2 separate regions of the Siniperca chuatsi genome follow, and region 1 is linked to region 2. Evidence: chromatin contacts called from public Hi-C data. All regions are on one chromosome and are shown on one strand. The core of a region is the stretch at or near the end of the contact, and the rest is flanking DNA. Distances in the headings are between cores, read along the strand shown. Region 1 has its middle 4.6 kb from the start of LOC122877991. Region 2 holds the start of glrx2 (glutaredoxin 2).

The links. A called contact is a pair of places that touch in the nucleus more often than the background predicts.
Region 1: a Hi-C map of liver shows a contact between it and region 2, with 4 times the contacts expected there. The contact joins the enhancer-like site here to the promoter of glrx2 in region 2. A contact is called at or near these places in 2 of 3 Hi-C or Micro-C datasets (liver and skeletal muscle).

Annotation. Positions count from the first base shown.
Region 1 is chrLG6:5,364,925-5,370,460 of ASM2008510v1, reverse strand. No RefSeq gene overlaps it. Among protein-coding and RNA genes, the nearest start is that of LOC122877991, 4.6 kb to the left of the region's middle. Within about 2 kb of position 2,285, the one cell type or tissue checked has an H3K27ac peak away from gene starts, as active enhancers do. A contact at or near this core is called in liver, where this site is marked.
Region 2 is chrLG6:5,119,896-5,125,755 of ASM2008510v1, reverse strand. glrx2 (glutaredoxin 2) reads left to right here and starts at 2,663. Exons shown (of 4, transcript XM_044198492.1): 1 at 2,663-2,756; 2 at 4,068-4,134; 3 at 4,621-4,797. The coding sequence starts at 2,698.

The sequences.
Region 1 (5,536 bases), core at 1,036-3,535, 250 kb before region 2:
ACTTTATTTTATTTCTATATCCATACATGAAGAAGTGTGTTTCACTGTTAGTTGGATGTATGCAGTTTAAAATGTACAGTCTGTACTTTGAGGTATACATTATGTTATTTTTGTGAAATGTAATTTAAATCTTACATGTTTACACTGTAATTAAACAATATTTCAATCAAGTCTCAGGTCAGAAACAACCCTATTCCTGTAACGTTACTTACTCTTCACTCTAAACAGATAACATATCAGAAAGTTAACGTTAGCTTTGTTAGATGGTTCAGTAAACTGCACAATAGACACCTAGAAGTACTGGGTGTAAATGTTTATTAACCACTACTCTTTACATTAGAACTAGTTTGTGTAGTTCAACCTGTTTTAATTTAGTGATAAGTAAATCTCCACAGAGTAAACACTTAACTTATAACTAAGTTTGAATTTACAAAGAGCTGGACCAACCAGTGTGCTGGTGTAAATCCATGTGCAGAGATGGTGGGAATTAGTGTAACTGAAAGTTATGTTGACTAAAATGATTACTAGAAAATAACAGTTTGTTTTACTGTGTTTGTTAGATGCTGGGTAGCCTTGGGGAGACAGTGCAAAGGAATTAGGTAGAGGATTATAGGTTTTTGGATGGTAAAAAGAATGGGAGGAGGAAGATTTGCTTTAATATAATCTTTATCATGGTGGCTAATTTGTTTAGGAAAGGAACACCACCTTATATCTTCTTATATATTTGTTACTGGTTTTAAATGTGAACATATATGGACATATACTGTATGCGCACACCTGTGTGTGTATGCATGTTCATGTCTTTGTTTCTTACTCCAGACACCAATCAATAAAAATCTGGTCACCAAAAACAACAGTGACTGGTCAAAATGTAATATTTAACTTATCCTTACCACATACAGAGGCCTTTGCAGAAGGACACAGCTGTTCCAGGAATTGCTCAACAGTGACCTCCTGAGGTTGCTCCACAGAGACAAAACACAGAAATAAGACGACATTATAAACTGGAGGGGCCAAAGCATAGTGACTCACAGCAACTGTTTTCAATAATATAATAAACCATTTTTATACTAAGCAAGTTAAACTTTTCTCACGTTAAAGTTTTGTATTTTACTGTTTATGCCATATGTACTTACATATCAGCATCAACACTGATGGATAAAAAATTGCTCTTTAGATTAAACAAATGTTCCCTGAATAGGGTTTATGAAGTCAGTCATTGGGGCGGAGAGACAGACAGGCGGATATACAGAGCAGAGGTTAAAACAGATGGCACTGAATATTCAAATTATTTGCAATTACAGACAAGCAGAATGCAACAAATATAAACTCTTCTACTAGACACTGTCCATCTGCTGGGTGTTCATTTGAATGGAGTATAGAAATGATTGACTAAACTAAAGAAAGAAAGAAAAAAGAAAGAAAGAACACAAAAGTCATCAGGACAACACATTTGGTTGAAACCATAGCTTTATCCCAAATTCATACACCATACAAAATTCATACAGTATATAGTACATATCAATTGTCATAGTATACAGTTTTACCAAAAAATCAGCATGCATTACCATTTTAAACTAACAGGAAATCAAACTGCAACTGCAGAAAGTCATTGCCTGTTTTTCCTAAGATTTCAAGTTATCAATACAGCCACATGCCCTGGGAATAGGGCATATGCAGGTATTCATAACTCAAATCTGAGGAAAAATGATTTAAGATCTTTCTGAAGCTTTCTCACCACCACCCACAATTTATTTTTTGTGAGCAGTTAACTCCATTTCCTTTGTGCAATGCATTTAGTAGTGTCCATTGACAGCACACTCAAAAATTGACTTGGCAACTCACACTGAAACAATCTAGATGGATAAATAGCACAACAGAAAACAGGACACATGGGTAACACTTTACAGTTTGGTTATATTAGATAAAACAGTAAAAAGCATTCTAACTTTATGTTTAATATATTTTTAACCACAAAAAATCCTGTACATTGCAATATAATAAACAGTCATATTGTTGTTAAGATTTCTATACAGAAGCGCTGATTCAACCCTGCTTGAAGCTTTATGTTTGTAGCATGTAAATGAAGTAGATAAAATATCAGAAACAAATGTTTAATCTAAATGGTTTAATGGCTAAAAATCAACTGATAATTATCATGTTTTGTGGGTCAGTCTTGTTCAGAGCACAGCTGAGAGGCAACTGTGAGAACAGAGGCAGATTTAAATCCCACTGGGCCACCCACACTATATTCCATTCCCATAGGGGCTCACCATGCTAGATGTATGGATGCACTTACTTTAGGCCTATAGTGGTGGTGCATTGGCTAAAAATATCCACCTACAGCATATATGGATTACTAGAGGGTCATGGAGGACATGGGTACGGACCACAAAATTGGTAAAAACGATAGCCGTTCTACATTTGGATATAAATAAATTTAGAATATTAATCTGTCTAAAATGTATGAATGTAGTAAGAAGTCGAGGATTCATTGCAAAACCCCCACAATGCCACTGTTTAAACAGGGAGGTCTTCCAAGCCATTATTTTCACGCATACTGTAGGTTCCTGATAAACAGTATTTTTTTTAGACCCATTCCATATTTCTCCACTAGAGGACAGAAGCGATCCACAAGGATGCTGGAGCAGCAAACTGAGGGGGAATGTGGAACTAAATAAATAAATAGTATACAAGAATCAATTGGAATATTTTAAATTACAGATTTTCTATTATTAAGGCATGGTTGGGCAAGAACAGAAACGAACACCAGCTGGTTTTATTACTTCCAGTAACCCTATTATTGACCTGAACTTTCCTGCTCAGCCTGTTGGTTTTGGTTGCACGTTAAAAAAAGGACATAAAGGAAAAGCTTGTTATCTGACCTTTACAGTGTTTAAGTATTTGAGGGAGCACATTTTCTACACTCTGTTTTCAGCAACTCTGTGCTTCACACTCATTTAGTTGCACATATCCACACAGAAGGGGTTGATGGAGTACTAAAGAACTGAATTCTGACTATTTAGGCTATTTCTGACTGTGGTTGTGCCCATCTTTTACCACTTATGGACTTCAACTACACAGTAACTACAGCAAAACGTGATTGAAAAGGGTTAAATTTTCCCTTCCAAATTTGAAGACTTTAACAAAATACAATTAAAATACAATTTGACTGAAGGAAAACATGATACATTATGATACTAATTATCTTTTTTATTTTTAAATTACTTAATTTTTAGCAATGGGCTATTTTTCTAAAATTATAGTCAAATCAAGTCAGTTTATTTATATAGCCCAATATCACAAATTTTCCTCAAATTGCTTTACAATCTGATCAGCATAGGACACCCTCTGTCCTTAGACCCTCGATTCGGATAAGGAAAAACTCCCACAGATGTGCAGTAGATGTCAGTAGGCCATGCATCATTCTCATCAGCAAAAAAGGAATTTCTAATATATCTCATTTGGGCAAACTTCTAAATTCACAATTTACTATATGTAAAATACATATGATGTTCAAGTGTTAAGGATATGAATAATTTATCTGACTGACATAATGAACCTAAAATATGTCCCATAAATAATTCTGCTACTTTTTAATTTGGGAATTTGTACTTTTTTTTTTAAATGAATGAATGAACAGATTTTCAGTGCAGGTCAGATGGCATATGTCTTTATGTATCTGCCATCTAGAGCAAATATTGTAATGCTCCTGATGAGCAGCGCTTCTCAGTGGATCTGTTTGAGATTGTTGCTAGAGCAGCTAGCATGTTGTCTTTGGCTGCTAGGATAATCCGAGCCTGTTTATTCAACAGGATGAGCATGAATGTTTAAGCCCACAGCAAACAAACAGCCAAGCCCTCCCTAAGGATTTCAGCTTAATGCTAATGATATACAGTAAGCAGTAACCATTTTTTTCACAGGTTAATGAACTGGGTGTTTTCAACCAACCGAGAGATTTACTTTTCAACACTGCATAGGCTGATATGTGAAAATGACAGATTGTCACGATAAGCTTAGTCTTAGCTGTCGTTGGATTTCTACAGAGTCAATACTCATTTATGTTCCAGTGCTTCTCCTACTTTGATCCTCATGTTTCTTACAGCTGACTGTCAAGAAGAGAGGCCCTGTTAAAACGCATGGCTGACCGACTCAAATCTGATCTATCTCCTCTATGCAGCTGAGCCTCCTGCAGCTCTTTGCTCACAAAGGAATAATGAATGATTCAGAGTGATGAAACAGGAGGTCGCTGCAGAGTTCAGCCCCTTGTTTCAAAAAGCCCAAACGTGGCCCATCAACGCACCGCGAAAATTACTTATTGAAAACCTGTAGAGAGAGAAAGCAGTGTATTCAACACCACAGCGACTAGTCAAAAAGCTACTTTAAGGATGGACGATGAGACAGATATCAACAAAGACAGAAGATAGGTGGGATCACTCTGAATTTTGCCAGGCGGCCAAAGCAGTGTTGACTCAATGCCAATATATTTGTGTTAAGGTTCAAGTTATATTGATGATAAACAGGTGAAGACATTGATTGCTCTTTTATTACATAATTTATTTACCAGTGAGTGCTGTCCATGTCTGTTATCATACAAGATCCCCCTTGACAGCTACATCTTTAAAGTGGCTATAATTGATCATTTTATAATAACAATATATCATCAAACGACAATGTAAAACCATGTGACAATATAAAAAATGAACCTGCAGAGAGTTAACAGTTCACAGTTAGAGTCACCTGACATCCGCAGCTCCCCTCTGCTTTACGTAGTTTTATAGTGTCTTTCAGCTCATTGTTTTGCTGTCCGGCCCGCAACTTTACTATTTTGGTTCACTCTCAGTGTTGTTTTCGGCCGCGGCAGGCAGCTGTTTTTAGCAAAAAAGTTGCAGGTTTAAATCTTTAAAACCTACAATGAAATTTTTATTTATTTGATAATCTCATTTACACCATACCTAAGATATCTTCAACCACTAAATATGTGTGAAGGGTTACTGTGAAGAAAGCTGTAAAACTGTAAACTAGACTTACATTACCATGGTAGAATTTTCAGTGTGGTCCGCAGGGTGTTTCAGTAAGTTTCCTAACAAGAATAGAATAAAACTGCTGGAAAAACAGAATATTTTGAAGGGTCAAAATGTTAAGATCTTGAATGTCTAAAAATACTGGAAATGTGTCTTCAAAATCCCATATCACTCCAAACTGAGTCTGTATCTTTCTCTGTCTTTCTGCTCTGTCAGCAGTGGAGGAACTAAGACTCTCACAGTTCTCAATCTAAAGAAAAAATTCGACAATGCAATATGGGAAGCTGATGTAACCAAATGAATTTTATTTCCTTAAGGCAAATGCTTTCACAGACTGGAACTCCGTGTCATTTTGCAGCCTGAAAAGAAATGCATTCTGTGGGCTCATATAAACTGTTAGTAAAAAATCTCAGCTTTAACATTATCTGTATCAACCTTCAAAGCCCAAATTGGTCATGGCCTACTGGCCCCTGGAGACCTGAAAATAAAATAAAATAATGGCAGCCTTAGGC
Region 2 (5,860 bases), core at 1,414-3,913:
AGACTTTCATTGCAGCTTGAAATGTTTTTCCATACCTCATTACCAACCTGTTTTACATGAGGGAGGGCGCACACATTTCCCTGACTGTGCCTGAAGTGGTACATGAAATATGCTTTTGAAAATTCTTGTCACTTTTAAGAGTTTTAGCCCATTATCATATTATCTAGCCATTCAAGACTATTAAGTATTTGTGCCAAGGTTTGTCTTTCTACCGCTGTAAGAGAAAAATACTACAGGACAGTTATGTCTAAACCAGAATGAGCTAAAAGTGCCTCCACAATGCTTAATTTGAACAATAATGGAGGATTTGTCAATTTTTCTATTTAGGAACACTGAATTTGATTGGTATGACATGCCTCCATTCAGAGTGTATGCGTGTCGGTGATGGGTGACATCCATTGCCATGGCAACCCTTTGGCTAGCCAGTGGAAATCAGTTTTTCCCTTGCACCATGACCAAGCTTTGGTGACGGTATGATAATTGTACAGGTTATGTTGGTTTGATCTACTTAACAGAGATGATTCAACGATTTTACATGGGAAGAAGTGCAATGTAAACACACACTCACACTTGTGTGAAGATGATGGGCGAAGCCTTCTCCCAAAAGGAAGCGCTTACCTTTTATGTGAAGAATTAGGATTTACACCTTAAAATCTAGCCAGGGAGGTGAAGACTCCAGCTTGATGTTGAAGCTGGAGCCTGACCAAAATGACTGACGTTGTAGAGATCAGTTGGATCAATCCTCCTCGTCTTTTATCCCACGTATAGATGCTGTGAGCAGGTGTTTGAACCCTAACACTATTTTCCACTGTCCTTCATAACATTTCTGGATTTGTGGCGGGATATTACCCACTCCAGGGCAAAACTGCAGATCTCTTTGATGGTGAGAAACCATTCTGAAATGATGCATTTCTTGCTTGGCTTTGGAAAAAAAAAGGTATTTGAAGTGAAGCACTTCTGCGCTGCCTCATCAGATATCTTTAGATTTGTGATTGATTCCCCAGCCTGTGAGCCTATTCTGAGATAACATGGTTAAATTGGAAATAGTTACTTCTGAACTAATGCAGGGAGGGGAAACGAAATCATTTGAGGATGAAGGAGGAATTAATCTGCATTTGCACCAGTTTTGATGCCTGTGCTGTACAGAGTGTGATGACAGAAGAATGTTTTCTCTACTCTCTGCTTGAATTCCACTGATCTCTTTAACCTCAGCACACTCAGCACAGGTGATGAGGTGACCCTTGCACATATTATTAATATTACTATTACCTATTAATCCTGTCAGAATCTGGTACTAGTCCTGACTGAGTACATACAGAAGTGTGTTTTGGTGCACTTTCTTCCTCCTTCATTATGGAGGCTACTTGGCAGTTTAACCTATCTATGGTCACCCAAACACAGAAACCAGTCTCTACCACCATTAGGAGGAGAAAAAGAGAGGGAGGCACAATGCAAATACCACCTAGATTTTTTTTTAAATAGTAGAATAGTAATTGTAGTGTTAATGTTAATAAATTCGTAATAATAGGAATGACAGCTATAGGAAAAATAATAATATAATAATGTCAGTATTAGTAACAGAGCCAATAACAACAACTGTAGTAGCAGTTGTCGAGCAGGAACACGGGGGCAGCAAGTGGCCCACCACAGATCCAGACTCTGCAGCTCCGGAGGCAGAAATACCTGCTGAAAGCGACAGGAGGAGAGAGGAGAGAGACGAGAAAGCACAGAACTACGAGAGAGAGAAGATGTCGAGTTAGTAACATGCAGTAATGGGATAAAAATCCATACAGATGGAGAGGGAGGGAAGGAGAGATGAAAGAGGTGCATCATGGGAAGTCTCCCGGCAGTCTAGGGCTATAGCAGCATAACTAAGGGATGGTTCAGGATTCACCTAGGCCAGCCCTAACTATAAGCTTTATCAAAGCTTATAGTTAGGAGCTTGATAACTGAAGGCTCTGGCTCCCTTTCTACTTTTGGAGACTCTAGGAACCACAAGTAACCCTGCATTCTGGGAGCGCAGTCTTCTATAAGGTATTATGAGATCTTTACGATACAATGGTGCCAGACCATTATGAGCTTTGTAGGTCAGGGGAAAGATTTTAAATTCTATCCTGGATTTTACAGGGAGCAAGTGCAGAGAAACTAATATTGGAGAAATATGATCTCTTTTCCTAGTCCTTGTCAGGACACGTGCCACAGCATTCTGGATCAATTCGAGCAGCCGGATAATAAAGAATTGCAATAGTCCAGCCTAGAAGTAACAAATGCATGCACTAATTTTGCGGCATTGATTTTTGCAACGTTACGTAGGTGAAAAAAGGCCGTCCTTGAAGTTTGTTTCACGTGGGTGTTAAAGGATAAATCTTGATCAAAGATAACTCCGAGGTTCCTCACGGTGCTGCTGGAGGCCAGGACAATGCCATCTAAAGTAACTATATCTTTAGATAATGTGTCTCTGAGGTGTTTGGGACCAAGTGCAATAACTTCAGTTTTGTCTGAGTTTAACATCAGAAAGTCGCAGGTCATCCAGGTCTTTATGTCCTTAAGGCATGCTTGAAGTTTAGCTAACTGGTTAGTTTCATCTGGCTTGATCGATAGATATAATTGGGTATCATCTGCACTTTACACCCAACATTGCATCTTGAATACATACCTTTAGCGTACCAATCTGTGTAATCACATGTTGTTGACGTTATGGGCGTTACGTTCCAACTGCAGCTTGCGTCAGAAACTACTTCCGGTAGTCACGTAAGGTAGGCTTCAGGCATAAACAGTGCAAATACGGGGCGAAAGCAAGCGTACCCAACAGCCCGGGGTGGTGTGTAACTGCAGACCTGTTTGTTCACTAACCGCATGTCTCATCCAGGTCAACAGCGCGATTATTTTTTAGCCGTATGTTATTTTTTCTCCATGTTTGCTCGAGCAGGATGTCTTCCCAGGGTGGCATGGACCGGCTGTCGAAGGTCATTGCCGCTAGCTTGACTAAAATTATAGCTAGCTAGCTAGCTTAAGAAATCAACCACAGACAGACCATTATATATAAAAAAAATACTTGCACCCATGGAGACGTACTGTTGACAATAGAGAATAGTACAACATTGCCGGATTATCATTTACGCTTCACAGAAGTTGAAAATGCTAAATGGACTAAACGTTAGTCCATTTACTTAACGTAACGTTACCTTTACCATGCCGAACAGAAGTGTTTCATAATAATCTCACATAATTCGAAGTTGAATACATTTTAAAGTGCCTTGTTCATCGGCAAACACACATCGCGTGTAGCCTTTACGATTCAACAGGTTCATCTAGCAAATTCGGCATGCATGTGATCCATTAACAATCCATTATTTCATTAAAAAAAAAATCAACCTTTATCATCGGCCGTCCTGTTGTTGTCAGCGTTAGCTAACTTTACCTCTGTTATCGTCCACCAAATTCTTGGCGGTGTGCGGTTGTGAAGCAATTAGAAACATTTGGATTTAACTGAAACAAGTACTGGGAGGTGTATCAAGTGTATACCGAATGTAAAATAAGGTGGTCACGTTTCATTAAACATTGAGAGGCACGTTTTACGAAGTGTTATTCGTTTTCACATTATAGTGCCGTCTCGATATTGCCATATTTTAATGGAGTTTGGCATGTCCCCTACCCACGTCAAATCTGAGCTAATTACCAGTGCCAGTGAAGAGCATGTGTACTCCTAATCCAGGATTACCTAGCACACAAACCGCACTGGAGTTGTAGACCAGGCGTTATAATAAGGAGTAAAACAACGGTATTTAAGACGTGGTAAAATCAGTAGCTAGGACTGTAACAATGCGCATGGGTATTTTCAGACCAGTGGTTAAACAACAGTTAAATGTTATTTTGATGCTAATTATTAGCCTTCAGTCCGTCTCTTCCTGTGATATCTTCACGTTTCTAAGGTTATTGCATGAACCTGGTCATAATGTTCATTCGTGTATTGTGTCCGTTTAATTCCAGAAGATTCTAATGTACAACAGTAGAGCAAATGCCTTAAAGTACTGTATGCTCCAATATTGTGCTTTTGTCTTTTTCAGAATGGGGAATTTCACATCCTCCACTGCTGGGGGTCTGTCCAGCACAGCCTGTGTACAGTATGTTAGGGTAAGTAGATGCTTACTGAACTGTTATGAAGTGGACCCAAAAGTAGCATCTGTATCATATCATCATATTTAAAAAAAAAATAATAATAATAATATATGTATATATTCTAACGCTATGACAGACAAGACCCTGAAATATCCAGAAAGTAGTGCAATGTGACGTTAATTCCCAGACAATTGCTGATTATTTAGCAAGTCTACATTTCCCATATGATGAGGTGAGGGTTAAATTTGAATTGTAACTTTTAGAAAACGTATGATTTTATAAAGTTGTTCGATTGTAGAGGATGAATGTACTGAGTTCTGTTTATGCATCATCTGGCACAGTTTTCTCACTGACTAAAAATTAACCATGGAAATTTAAAAATAATTCAGAGTTAAGGTTCCTTTGCCTTTGCCCAGCAACTCACTTAAGGCCTGGTATGTGTGGTCTATTTCTGTGTTCTACTGATATTTAATTAAATCGTATTTTTGCCTGACCTTTCAGGAGGTGGTGTCACAGAACTGTGTTGTGATATTTTCCAAGACCACCTGTCCTTATTGCAAAATGGCCAAGAACGTGTTCAATGAAATTGGTGCGACCTACAAAGTGATTGAACTGGATGAGCACAATGATGGGAGGAGACTGCAAGAGGTCTTAGCTCAGATGACTGGTGCCAGAACGGTAAGCGCTTCATATTGTATGTTGGGATCCGAATTTAAAGTAACTTCACAGCCTGTTATTTCAGCATCTATTGAAAAAAGAATAAACACATGCATATTTGACAGTTTGCTTGTTCTGGCAGCTCTGCATTTAAGTTAAATTTAGGTTGACTTGACTGGTGTTTTTGCAGTTGTACAGTGGTGTTACAGAGTAGAGGTTCTTCCCACACAAGTTATCTGTGGCTGAGTACCTTGGGCTGAACAATCAAAATATTATCAAAATCGCAATATGGCCAAATGCAATATCCAAAATGCAATTTTTTGATAAGGTAAAATGTGTCATAACACACCATTATAAATGGTGTGTTATGACACAGTATTGTGTCACAAAGTATTGTGGTGCTACAGATATGCCCCGGCCTACAAATCATATTCTCCAGACATAAGGGAACATAGTTGATTGGTACAGACCCCAGCAAAAATCACATCATCATTTTTATGTTTCTTTCAGTGAAAATGAAATGCAAAAATGACCATTCCCACTTAAATCGTGACTCATATCGCAATATATCTAAAAAATAATCGAAATATGATTTTTTTTTTTTTTTTTTTTTTTGCTTATTGTTCAGCCCTTGTACAGACACTGGCTTGCAGAAAAGCACTTTAACCAAACAACAGACAAGTTTAATTTTGGCCTGTTATCAAGTTACTTAGGAAATTATCATTAATTAGCGTCAGCTGATACCGCTGCCGCCATTTGTTATTTTAAATGGCGAAAGTGACGATCAGCTGCGGCTATAAACGAGAAGCTAGCTGAATATTTTTTTACACGGAAAATTAATAAGACTCACAACAATTAGAACAGATATTGGTGAAGGCAGAGCCAAATGACAATAATATTTGTAGCAATTTAAAAACACAACTGCATAGAAAACCAAAGTAATTTTCACCCTAAAAGATGGTTTTAAATGCTTAAAGGTGGGGTATGCGATTCTGGAGAAATCCAATACCATGATATAGAGCGAACAACGGCACAGCAAGTAATATAACTAACGTCAGCTAGGTTGTGGGTTAGCAAACTGTCA